3 separate regions of the Mus musculus genome follow, and regions 1 and 2 are each linked to region 3. The links are chromatin contacts, called in public Hi-C maps. All regions are on one chromosome and are shown on one strand. The core of a region is the stretch at or near the end of the contact, and the rest is flanking DNA. Distances in the headings are between cores, read along the strand shown.

Region 1 (3,426 bases), core at 131-2,630, 80 kb after region 3:
TGACATCACCACAGCTATCACAGTCAGCATTGTGATCATTATCTGCACCATCACCACCATCACCACCACCACCATCACCATCACCACCACCATCACCACAACCCCCACCAGCAACCACCAGCACCACCCCCACCATAATCATTGCCACCATCATCATGATCTTCATGCTTTCATTATCACCCAGATGACCACCACCACCGTCAACACCACCATAGCGATCATCTGTAGAGCCAAGCTCCAAATGGTCTCTCAGATCCTGGCAGTCTGAATCCTAGCTCTCAAAGGGAGACTTTAGTGGCGAAAGTAGTGACTCACCCTGGGCCCTCAATGGGAAACTTTACATATGAGTCCCCAGTGGAGAGAGGAACACCCCTCACTTGGCTGGGAGGTTCTAAACAGCCCTTGGCTTCTTTTGACTTTGCCACTCTCTCTCTCTCCACCGCGGGCATGTTCTTGTAGCTGGCAGCAGCAGCACACACTGGGGATCCGGGATGCTGGTGCCATGGGAACACATTCCCACTGTATATCACCCCCCTCTCTGGAGATTTATTTCCTGTGTGTAGTGACTTTACCTCGGAGAGCCAGTCTGGTTTGGGGAGATGGGTCTTTGGCAGAGGATCATGTCTGCTCTGGAACTCCTAAGATTTCCAGCTCCATCCCACTCAAACCACACGCTTGCACCAGCCTCGTCGGCTGTCAAGTCCTTTATCTTCGCCAAAACATTTGAATCAGAGGGTGGGTTATAGATCATGGAATCAGAGCAGCCCCTAGTGTGGGCTTTCTTATCGCTACCTTAGACTCATTCTTTCTGTCATTAGGAAAATGTGGTGGCCGTGTCTTCAGTTTGCAGATGGGACGTGGAAACATTAAGTGCCATCCCCAGGGGTGCATGGGGCTGGCCCAGGCTCCCTGAAACCTGTCAGATGTGGTTGTTTAAACAAACCACCATCCCCTTCAGGCACTCCTGTTTTTTGTTGTTTTGTTTTGTTTTTTAGCCTTGTTTTTTTCCTGCAGTCTTCTGAGCCTGAGTTGCAGACTTCAGCAGCAATGTGGATGATCCTGGAAGCCACAGGGAGACGCACAGGTACCTGTGAAGATCAGGGATTGTTATAGCTCATTTGACAATATTAGCATAAGTATGCAGCGAGGTGGCCCATATGCAGTCTGACAAAATCGTCCTGGTTCCTCTACTCTGGCCTCTCCCTTCCTCTGCTGCAGGGATCCAATAACTTCCCCTGTTCTGCCTGGGGTTAGTGGCCGCCCTTCCCCTCCGCTTGCGTCCTGGTGCTGTCCGTGGTACTGACTGCCAATCCGGATCGTTCTGGGGCGCCCAGCCTCCCCTCCTGGCCTCCCACCTCTCCTCCCGCAGGCAACGCGGCACAATGCATCGCGGTGGGAGGCAAGCTGGGCTCCCCTGCTCCGCCGGGAAGCGGCTGCCCCTCCCTCTGGATCACACAGGGTTCTTGCAGTAGGTGACAGCAGGATCGGGCACCAGGGAAGCAATTGATTCGTCTCTTACCCGCATCCCAGAGTTGCCTACGCTGCCCAGAGAGGGAGAGAGGAAAGAGAAGAAGGGAGAGAAAGAAAGAGACTTACAAAACCTTCCATGTGGAGTAGTCTGGGTGATTCGCTGCCCACCGCTGCAGACTCTAGCTGCACTTAGTTTTCGCCTCTGACGGGGTATTTCTTTTTTGTCTTTTTTTTTTTTTCCTTTTTGTGTGTGTATGTGTGTGCATGATTTAGGGGAATGTGTTCGTGTTGGTGCCTCGGTTTTATTTTGGGAAGACCGGGAGAGTCAAATGCACAATTTTCTTTCAGGCATATCTGCTGTTCTTTCAAGCCAAGTCGCTGGGACTTAACACCTCCCCCCCCCCCCAGCAGGGAGTTGGCAAGAATTTGGCTCCCGTATTCTGCTGCAATCCTCTACTGTCCCGGTGAGTGACATTCTTTGTGGTGGTCCCGCAAACGGACTAGGAGATCTCAGGACCCTAACTGAGATGTGCATGCATGAGCTAGGGAGAGGGAAGCAGGGAGGGTAGGGCTGTTGAGAACTGAGCATAGTTCTTTGCCTGTATTCTGTAGGCTTTTATCAGCAACACTCCGGAGGCAAATGGGGTTTTAGTACAGTGCCCAGGGAGGAGGCAAGTGTGTGCCTGCTCAGGCGAGTGAGCAGGAGAGTGGCTTCTGCCCAGCTTGTCCTCTTTGCAGCAGAACCTGAGGAAAGTGATTGGCAGCTCTCGAATTAGTTAACCCTTCATGGCCTGTATGGCACACGGGGCCTCTGAGTGTTTGGAGTTGGTGGGTGGGCATCTTGGCCCCAGTTGGGAGAGTCAGCTGAGCCTGGAATGTTAACCCTTGCCTGGGCATCCTGGACCAGCATTTGCTTAGGATGGGGCTCAGACCGGGCTCTCCGCCAGGGCTGGCTGAATAATTGAATTGTGGTGGGTTCTGCAAACTCAGCTGTCCTGAAATGGGAGAGCGGGGATCCATGAAAGAGCCACCTTTTCTCTTGGCATGAATGGTCAAGCAGTCAGCTGCCTGCCGAGCCGGGGATGCCGAGATGGGATTTTACAGGTGGTGTCACCTGTAAGAGACTGGATGGGGGGTATGTATGTGGCTCTGTCACTGAGCTCACCTTGCCATTGAGAAGGGGGCTATGACATCCCAACCCCAGGCCCCCAATTCCAGGACAAGCTGTAACCCCTATACCAATTTCTTTCTCTGATATCCCAATGGGGGTAACCCCATACCAACCTGTTAGTGAGTGGGAAGCAGAGGTCCCTCACCACCCAATCCCGAAGCTCATGTTTAATTTTAAAATGCTTTTGCCAGTAATCTGTGATCTATGGGAGAGGACTCAATTCTGCTTCCTGCTTTAATTACTTCCTACCTTTTTTGGGGAAATGAAAGTCTTTATTTTTAGCACTTCGATCCACTTCAGCCGTCTCTATCCACTGGAATTTCTTCAGGAAGTTGAACTTGGGAGGTAGGAATAAGACAAGGCTAACCCTAGGGACTGGCATGCTGGAAGTGTCAAGAGGGTCACCCAGCCCCAGCCCCAGAGCCATGAGGGGCCCGGGGAGCTCAGGGTATAAGCCTATGTGGGCAGGACACAGGAGGAGAGTGTAGGTAGCCTGGTGGTTAGCGCCAAGGAAAGGGTCCCCTGAAACCTGGCTGCCAATCTGGGGTGACCTTGAGGAATCCGCCTCCATGGGAAGCCATACATATGAATAGAAAGTGAAGAAATCTGGCTTGCTCAAATGAGATGCTGCAGGCTTGGCCATGGGTGATACTTAGAATACTGGACTTTCATGTTCTTTGGTTGGAGTAGACTGTGGCTGGACATTGGAACAGGGGGTTGGGAGGGGGTTGAGGTTCACTGTTGCAACGAGAGTGAATCCTCCCATTGCTGGGCTGTGGGGAGGC
Region 2 (3,445 bases), core at 276-2,775, 120 kb after region 3:
CATTGTACAAGCTATCTACCCATTGAGCTCCAGCCCTGAGCCCTGTAGTATAGAACTTCATTTGATTCAACACAGTCCTGTTCATCTCTGCCCTATGGAGTGGATGCTATTGTACAGAGGAGAAACTAAGGCTCAGAGAGACAGGATTGTAAATAAAGTTCTTTACATGCCATGGTATATGTACAGATATCAGAGGACAATTCTTGGGGGACCAATTTTCCCCTTTCACTGTGCGGCTTTGGGGATTGAACTCCAGTCATCAGTCTTGGCAGCAAGCCCCTCTTCCTGCTGAGCCCACTTGCAAGCCCCCAACCCCAAACTTCCATTTAAGAGTTCAAGCTTAGCAGGTGGCCTCTCCAGCAGACTCCTTCCTGCCTTGTTAATCTGCCCCATGTGCTGCTGCCACCATCTGTGTCTGACTCTGAGTTCACAGGGAGAAGAGCATCAAGTCTCCCCGGGAGGGCCTTTTGCTTCCTCATTGGGACAGTTTTGTTGGAACCAAGAGCCCAGGAGAGCCCTGGGGCTGTGCAGAGTCTCAAGCTGTCTTCCCGCAGCTCCATCACAAGTGTCTAAATGCTCATGTACCCTCTACCCATCTGCCCAGCTCTGCTCTGCTCAGGATGTGAGGATAGACAGTTAATGGCCTGGAACGAACTTTATCCAACTGCCTCATTTGTACACATTCCCTCTCACGGCACAATGTGGAGGCTCCTGGTTTGCCCTCCTCCACCATTAGGCAAAGCAGATTTGGATGAGATGGGAAACATCTACTTTTAACCAGGTTCTCCGGCTATTCACTGCTATGCAACAAAACGCCAAGGGGGAAAAATAGTGACTTAAAGCCACAAAGATATAGTTTTCCATTGTTCATGATTTAAAGGGTTAAGAATTCAGGCATGGCTATGCTGGGTGCTTTTTCTGTTTCATGGGGCATTGGCTGGGGTCGCTCACTTGCTCAGTTCACCTGCCAGTAGGATTACACTACACCCACCGGAAGGTTCTGTGTCTTCTTGTTTCCCAAACCCCTCAACTCCTTCCTTGTTCAGTAGCCCACCCTGCCAGGCTCTTTTACTGCAAGAAGTGTAAAAGTGGAGTCCATTAAATGTCTCAGACTGAGACCATGGTCTCTCATGGAAGGGAAAGGTCCTATCTCCATGGCTGAGACGTGCCGGGGAAGATGAGACTGCCTGCCATCTTTGGAAACACCTCGGGGGAGTTGGGCACACACAGGAAACTAAGGGAAAGTGGCAGGGCTGTCCCAGGGGGATCTGAGATGGGGGATACAACAGCCTCAGAAAAAACTCTCACCCCATGTGTTTTAGCAAAACACAGCCATGCCACATTTCCATGGAAACATGGCTGCTAGGGGCTTCCTCTGAGTGGCAAAGGCACAGTAAGTCTAGAATGGAACACTTGCCTAAAAAAAAAAAAAAAAGATCACCTGCCCTCCCCCCCCAACTCCCTGTAAGTGGCAGTCTCTGTCCATTAGGCTGTCCTTCTGTGTTCCTATTGTATTTCCTCCCGCCTGGATCCCCTCCAAGGCATTTGCGAGTCTCCTGCTTCCAAAGAGGCAGCAGCTGGGTGGCTCTGTTCGAGGTCAGCTTCCTGAAACAGACGGACTCCAAAAAAAGTAATTAGGGCTTATCATTAACCTTGGCATCCTGACTGGATGATGGAGGGAGAAGCCAGAGAGATGAAGAAAGACCTGTTACTATGGGATCCATTGTGTCCCTGCTGGGGTTGCTACCCCCCTCAACTGTCTAGCACAGGACTTTTCCACAATGTATCTCCTTGGACTTTTCCACAATGTATCTCTCCTTGGCAGGTGTCATTGGCAGGGCTGGACAAGGACACAGACAGACAGCTCAGTCTCTTCCCTTCTACACCAGCTTTTCTTTCCTTAGTCCGGAGCCCAGGACTTCCATGGATGTGACTCAGGGTCAGAGACACCCAGTGTTCCGGACATAGTTATACACACATTCTTTTTTTTTTTTTTCCCAGAAGAAGCAAATATCTATAGATTTCATCAGGTTTAGTATGACTCTGTAACCTCCCAATGTTAAAAATGTTGAGTTGCGCCTCAGTTTCCCCAAGTATTAGACAAGTGCTTTCCAGTATCCATTTAGCCTTAGTCTGTTTACTGGCACATGCCTGTAATCCCAGCACTCTGGAGGCTGAAGCAGGAGATCTCAAGTTCAAGGTCAGCCTGGGCTTAGCGTGAGGTCTGTCTTTAAAAAAGAAAGAGAGAAAGAAAGAAAGAAAGAAAGAAAGAAAGAAAGAAAGAAAGAAAGAAAGAAAGAAAGAAAGAAAGAGAAAATAAATCCCAAAGCTAGAGAGCTGGCTCAGTAAAGTACCTGCCTTGCAAATGTGCTGACCTGAATTCGCATCCACAGATCTTGTATAAAAGCCAGCAGGAGCTGGGGAGGGGGCAGGGCTGGGGAGCTGGGGACAGTGAATGGAGACAGACTGGTCCCAGGAGCTGATCGGCCACTGGCCTATAGAATCAATGAGCACCAGCCAGGTTCAGTGAGAGACTCACTGAACAAACACACAAGCTTGCGTGATCGCGCGGGTGTACGTGCGCACACACACACTTTGTAAAATCTGTTGTTAATACCAAAATAGATGACAGTTTTCTGACTTGGCTCTGTGTCTGCCATCAAGGGAATGTAAATGGACACACTGAGTGACTGTGGGTGGGCTGTAAACTCATCGGTGAAGTCGGCTCCCAAGCCCCTCTCACTCCCTGCTTTTCAACCTCAATACCCACCTGCATGTGGGCCTGGGGAATTCTTCATATTGAGGGCTGTGCTGTGCACCGTACGCTGTTTAAACAGCATCTCTGGTCTCTAGCTACCAGATGCTTATCGGTAACCCCAGCAGCTGTGATGACCAAATGTGGCTCCAGACACTGACCACCGTTCCCTGGGGGCAGAGTCATCCCTGGCTGAAACCATTTCCCGTGTCCCTTTGCTGATGGTTCATGAACAGAAGATGTGAGTGGAGGAGTGTGCTGACATCATAGCCAGCTTTTAGGGGAATGATGGAAAACAACACTGGGCTAAATCATCTAATGTCTGCCCCACGCTTAGAGCTCCAAACAGGGCACTCATAGCCTCAGCAGTGACCCCGTGCTGCAGAACAAATTATTGCCATCAGTGTTTTCTAGATGAGAGAACTGAAGCACAGAGAGGTTAAGCAACATGCCAGGAGCCACACAGTTAACAAGTGAGGGAACTGGGAACAAGAGCCCAGGCTAGCCCACCACTGTAGCCCTTTTCTACGGTCCCACAGAGAGGTATTTCTTGCACCCTGGGCCATGAACTCTCAGATGCTCTGTGCATCCTCTCATCCGTGTAACGTCCTCAGGGAGAGAAAGGTTCATTGCTGCCTAACAGCTGGGGAACCTGAAGCCCCATGTCCAGGTGCGCACAGCCTTCCTGTG
Region 3 (3,645 bases), core at 167-2,666:
GGTGCTGGTGAGTCTGAGAGACTTTACCTCAGAGTCCTTAGAGAGAGAAAAGTTGTTTCCTGCATCACCAGTTCCAGCCCAGTCACACTGGCTTGGGACATCTGAGTTTCAGAGCTGTGGGAGAGTCCATCTGGACAGCGTCCAGCCCTTCCTTCTACGGTTACTTACCCTGCCACATACTGAAGTTGGTCCTTGGGCTGGTGAGCAAAACTCTCTGAGCCTCTATTTCTTCTCAGTGCAATGGGATGACAGTAACTGCACTAACATTTTATCCAACAATGGAGATGGGAGGAGTTGGCACAGGATAGACCTTCATGATGCACGATGACCATCGGGTGTTACTACTGCTGTGCCCTCAACACAGCAGTGAATGCAAGCTGGCCAGTGAAGAACCCTCAAAAAAAACCTACCTAGGAGTGTCTTTTGGATTTAATCTATACCTTTAACTTGGAGTGGGTTTATTTATCTGCTTTTGAGACATGGTCTTATGTAGCCCAGACTGGCCTTAAAGTTGTTATACAGCTAAAGATGAACCTCTGGTCCTTATTTGTTTTAGTTTTATTTCTGTTGGAGTGATCAGAAGCAACCTAGAGAGGGAAAGGGTGTATTTGTCTTACATTCTGGATTACATTTTATCTTGGAGCCAAGTCAAGATAGGAACCCAAAGGTGGGTCTGCTTGCTAGCCTACATGGCATTATCTCCAACCAATGAACTCCTTTCACAGTCAAAGAATGGTGTCAGGAACTATGAGATTGCTGCTTGCTGACCAGGCAGGTTTATGACCAGCTAGCTTCCTTATATAGTTCAGGACATACTGCCTAGGGAATGGTGCCACCCATAGTGGGCTGAAACCTCCTGTATGAACTCCCAGTCAAGACAGTACCCACAGGCACAGTGATAGGCCAATCTGACCCTAGTTCTTCCTCAGTTGGAGCTCTCCTCTCAGATGACTCTAGGCCGAGTCAAAGTGATGTTAAAGTTCACCGGAACATCTTTCCTCCAACCTCCTAAGTACTGGTGATCCTCCTGCCTCAGCCTCTCAAGTGCCAGGATTACAGGTGCTCAATCCTATTTTGTTTCCTGGGGTTCTTAATGCTATTTATACTGGGGACAGGTAGTGAGTGATCTGTGCTTTCTGGATCTGGAACACAGAGAACCCAAACATGATTAAAGAGAGAAAATTGAGTTTCTCAGGTATAGACCAAGGCTATGGCTCACCGGTGCTTGCCTAGCACTCAGGAGGCCTAGGAAACATGTATTGCTCTGTAGTTTCTTTTTGTTCTTGGGTAGAAGCATCGTTGTGTCGAAGAGAGCCTGGCAGACTGGGATCACTTGGGACTCGTGCTGTGGAGTGTGCTGGCCTCCGGCCCTGCAGCCATCTGGTGACCCTGTCACTCCCTCCTGGGTCCCCAGCACTCACTCCTCAGGCCTGTGCCAGCTCCTTCTCTCAGCCTCCTGCCACTTGGCCTTAGCTCCTTGCCCTGGACCCTGGAGAAGTGGTTTCCATGGTAACGGTTTCAGGGACCAAGGCTGTCTGCAGTTAGGGGGAGGGAATGTGTTGCTGCAGCTAGCCTCCCTCAGAGACCTGGAGTCTTCATGCTCAGGCCCATGTTAGCAGTGTCTGTGTAGAGCACGGCTGGCCTTGTCAGTGATTTTCTTCATCCCCGATTTCTCTTTTCTCTCCGTCCCCGTTCCTCAGCCCTATCAAAGGACTCATTCTCGTGCCTTTAAAGAACCATGAGATGTCCAAAAGATTCTGAGATTTCAACACAGTTCTCCCGTGTGCTTCTGGGAGACCCAGAGCCAGTTGCTTCATCTCTCTGGCCTCAGTTTTATCATCTGTAAAATGGGCTTTGTGACAACAGGATATAGGGAAGGGGGCAGTGAAATCTTAGCTCAGTGAAGCTTTGTTCACCTTATCTGCTGCTTGCACGGGGAAACTGAAGCCTGGATCTTCTTCCTAGACATCATGTTACCTCTTCTGGGAGCTTCTTCATCTTTCTTCCCCAGTCAAACCTTATCTGCCTGTGTCACCAGGGCCCTGTTAAACAACTGATTTGCCTATATATGGTAAACAAATCTGTCCGTAAATCTTCGAGGCCCAGTTAGAGGTTTTTTAAGGGATTGATAACTTAATTCCAAGATGAAGTCTCAGGAGGAGAAGAGTTGTGAGGGACCAGATGGTGGGGGGACTTAAGGAAGATGATCAGAAAGGTATCAGGGAAGCTTTGAGAAGTTAAACAATGTGCTCAGGGGCACACAGCAGCTAAGTGGTGAGGCTGGGATTTAAACTTCCTCAGTGGCTCTTTCGTACCACCTTTCTCTTACCCCTTCAGCCTGCCTCACCTGCTCTCAGGATGCACAGCAGGCTACAGCAGTCAGTGGTCAAATGCAGACTTGTTTGTTTTCTGAGACAGGGTTTCTCTGTGTAGCCCTGACTGTCCTGGAACTCACTCTGTAGACCAGGCTGGCCTTGAACTTAGAGATCCGCCTACCTCTGCCTCCAGAGGGCTGAGATTAAAGGTGTGTGCCATCACTGCATAGCAGACAGCTTAGATGTATGAGGCTATGCCTTCCTGGCAGAGACCAAGGCAGCTTTAGTGTGTCTCAGCTCAACTGAATGATTAGACTTCACCATAAAGCATGACTTTCTCCTAGGTAGATCAGGGGGCTGGGCAAGGATCTGGCCCTCCCAGTCACACTTGGCTGCTTCTAAAACTGCAAGAAGAGGAAGAAGGGTTGGGGAGATGGCTCGGTGGGTAAGAGCACTTGCAATGGAAACACAAGGGCCTGAGTTCAAACCCCAGCACACACATGTAAGAAGTATGGGCATGACTGTGGCCATACCTGTATCCCTAACATCACAGTGGGCAGAGATAGGAGGGCAGCTGTGGCTTATTGACTGCTAGTCTGTGGTTCTGGGTGCTGTGAGAGACCCTGGATGAAGGAGGGCACAAGACAGGAAGTGATAGAGCAGGGCATTCACTCTACTTCTCTGGCTTGTGTGCATGTGCACATGTGTACACATAACTACACACCCGTGCCCTCCTAACTCCTTCCAAAATATAAGAAAATGGACTGTCTCTTTGTGAGCTCTGAGCTCAGAAGCCAAAGCAAGAAGGCCAAGCCATCCTCCCTTTTTGTCTCCTTGCTGTCTCCTCTCTGCCTAGGGAGCAGTATGTCAAAAAAAGAGAAAGGAGGTGAGAGAGATGACGTTAGAGCCCCTGCAGACAGAGTTCCCCACCAGGCAAAAGAACAGCCCCGACTTCCTGTGTCTAGTGGGTTTGTAAATCCCACTGTGAGATGCTGGTATGACTGTCGTCACTCTTGGGTACCTGGAGGTCGCTCAGCATTCCCCAAATGGCTACTTTTGTTCCTCAGCCAGTTTCTAGGATGAGCCTGGGGGAAAGCAGGTGGGATTTGTTACTGCCTGTGGATGTGGCCGGTTTCACCCACAGAACCCAGACTCTTCTGCCCCTCTACCAACTCCCCTGCTTGTCATTTGTCTGCAGATACTTCCAAGCATCCTTGACAGTGCTGGGATTGCAGGCATGAACCACCGCATGCCATTTTCTGTGGTGGTGGAGACTGAATACAGGGCTTCGAGCATTCCATCAGCTGAACTATGTTCCCAGCTTCTGTGG

What was found. Hi-C and Micro-C count contacts between places; a contact is called where the count stands out from the background.
Region 1: a contact with region 3 is called in a Hi-C map of cerebellar granule neurons, with 1.8 times the contacts expected there. The contact joins the promoter of Rph3a here to the enhancer-like site in region 3. A contact is called at or near these places in 6 of 39 promoter capture datasets (the 3T3-L1 cell line, the HPC-7 cell line, embryonic stem cells and 3 more), 18 of 484 Hi-C or Micro-C datasets (the C2C12 cell line, the G1E-ER4 cell line, brain and 10 more), 5 of 115 datasets of contacts at active chromatin or transcription factors (SST interneurons, embryonic forebrain, embryonic stem cells and 1 more) and 4 of 9 other capture datasets (adipose tissue, embryonic stem cells, liver and 1 more).
Region 2: a contact with region 3 is called in a Hi-C map of cerebellar granule neurons, with 2.2 times the contacts expected there. The contact joins two enhancer-like sites. A contact is called at or near these places in 2 of 15 datasets of contacts at CTCF or cohesin (pro-B cells and stem cell-derived epiblast-like cells), 34 of 484 Hi-C or Micro-C datasets (B cells, CD8 T cells, the CH12 cell line and 17 more), 3 of 115 datasets of contacts at active chromatin or transcription factors (all in embryonic stem cells) and 1 of 9 other capture datasets (embryonic stem cells).

The regions. Positions count from the first base shown.
Region 1 is chr5:121,007,492-121,010,917 of GRCm38.p6, reverse strand. Rph3a (rabphilin 3A) reads left to right here and starts at 1,380. Exons shown (of 22, transcript NM_011286.3): 1 at 1,380-1,680; 2 at 1,819-1,934.
Region 2 is chr5:120,968,016-120,971,460 of GRCm38.p6, reverse strand. The region is part of intron 5 of Rph3a (rabphilin 3A); the gene reads left to right. Among named protein-coding and RNA genes, the nearest start is that of Gm32185, 19 kb to the right of the region's middle. Within about 2 kb of position 1,525, at least 7 of the 459 cell types and tissues checked have an H3K27ac peak or open chromatin away from gene starts, as enhancers often do. A contact at or near this core is called in cerebellar granule neurons and cerebellum, where this site is marked.
Region 3 is chr5:121,087,697-121,091,341 of GRCm38.p6, reverse strand. No RefSeq gene overlaps it. Among named protein-coding and RNA genes, the nearest start is that of Rph3a, 80 kb to the right of the region's middle. Within about 2 kb of position 1,416, at least 9 of the 459 cell types and tissues checked have an H3K27ac peak or open chromatin away from gene starts, as enhancers often do. A contact at or near this core is called in cerebellar granule neurons and cerebellum, where this site is marked.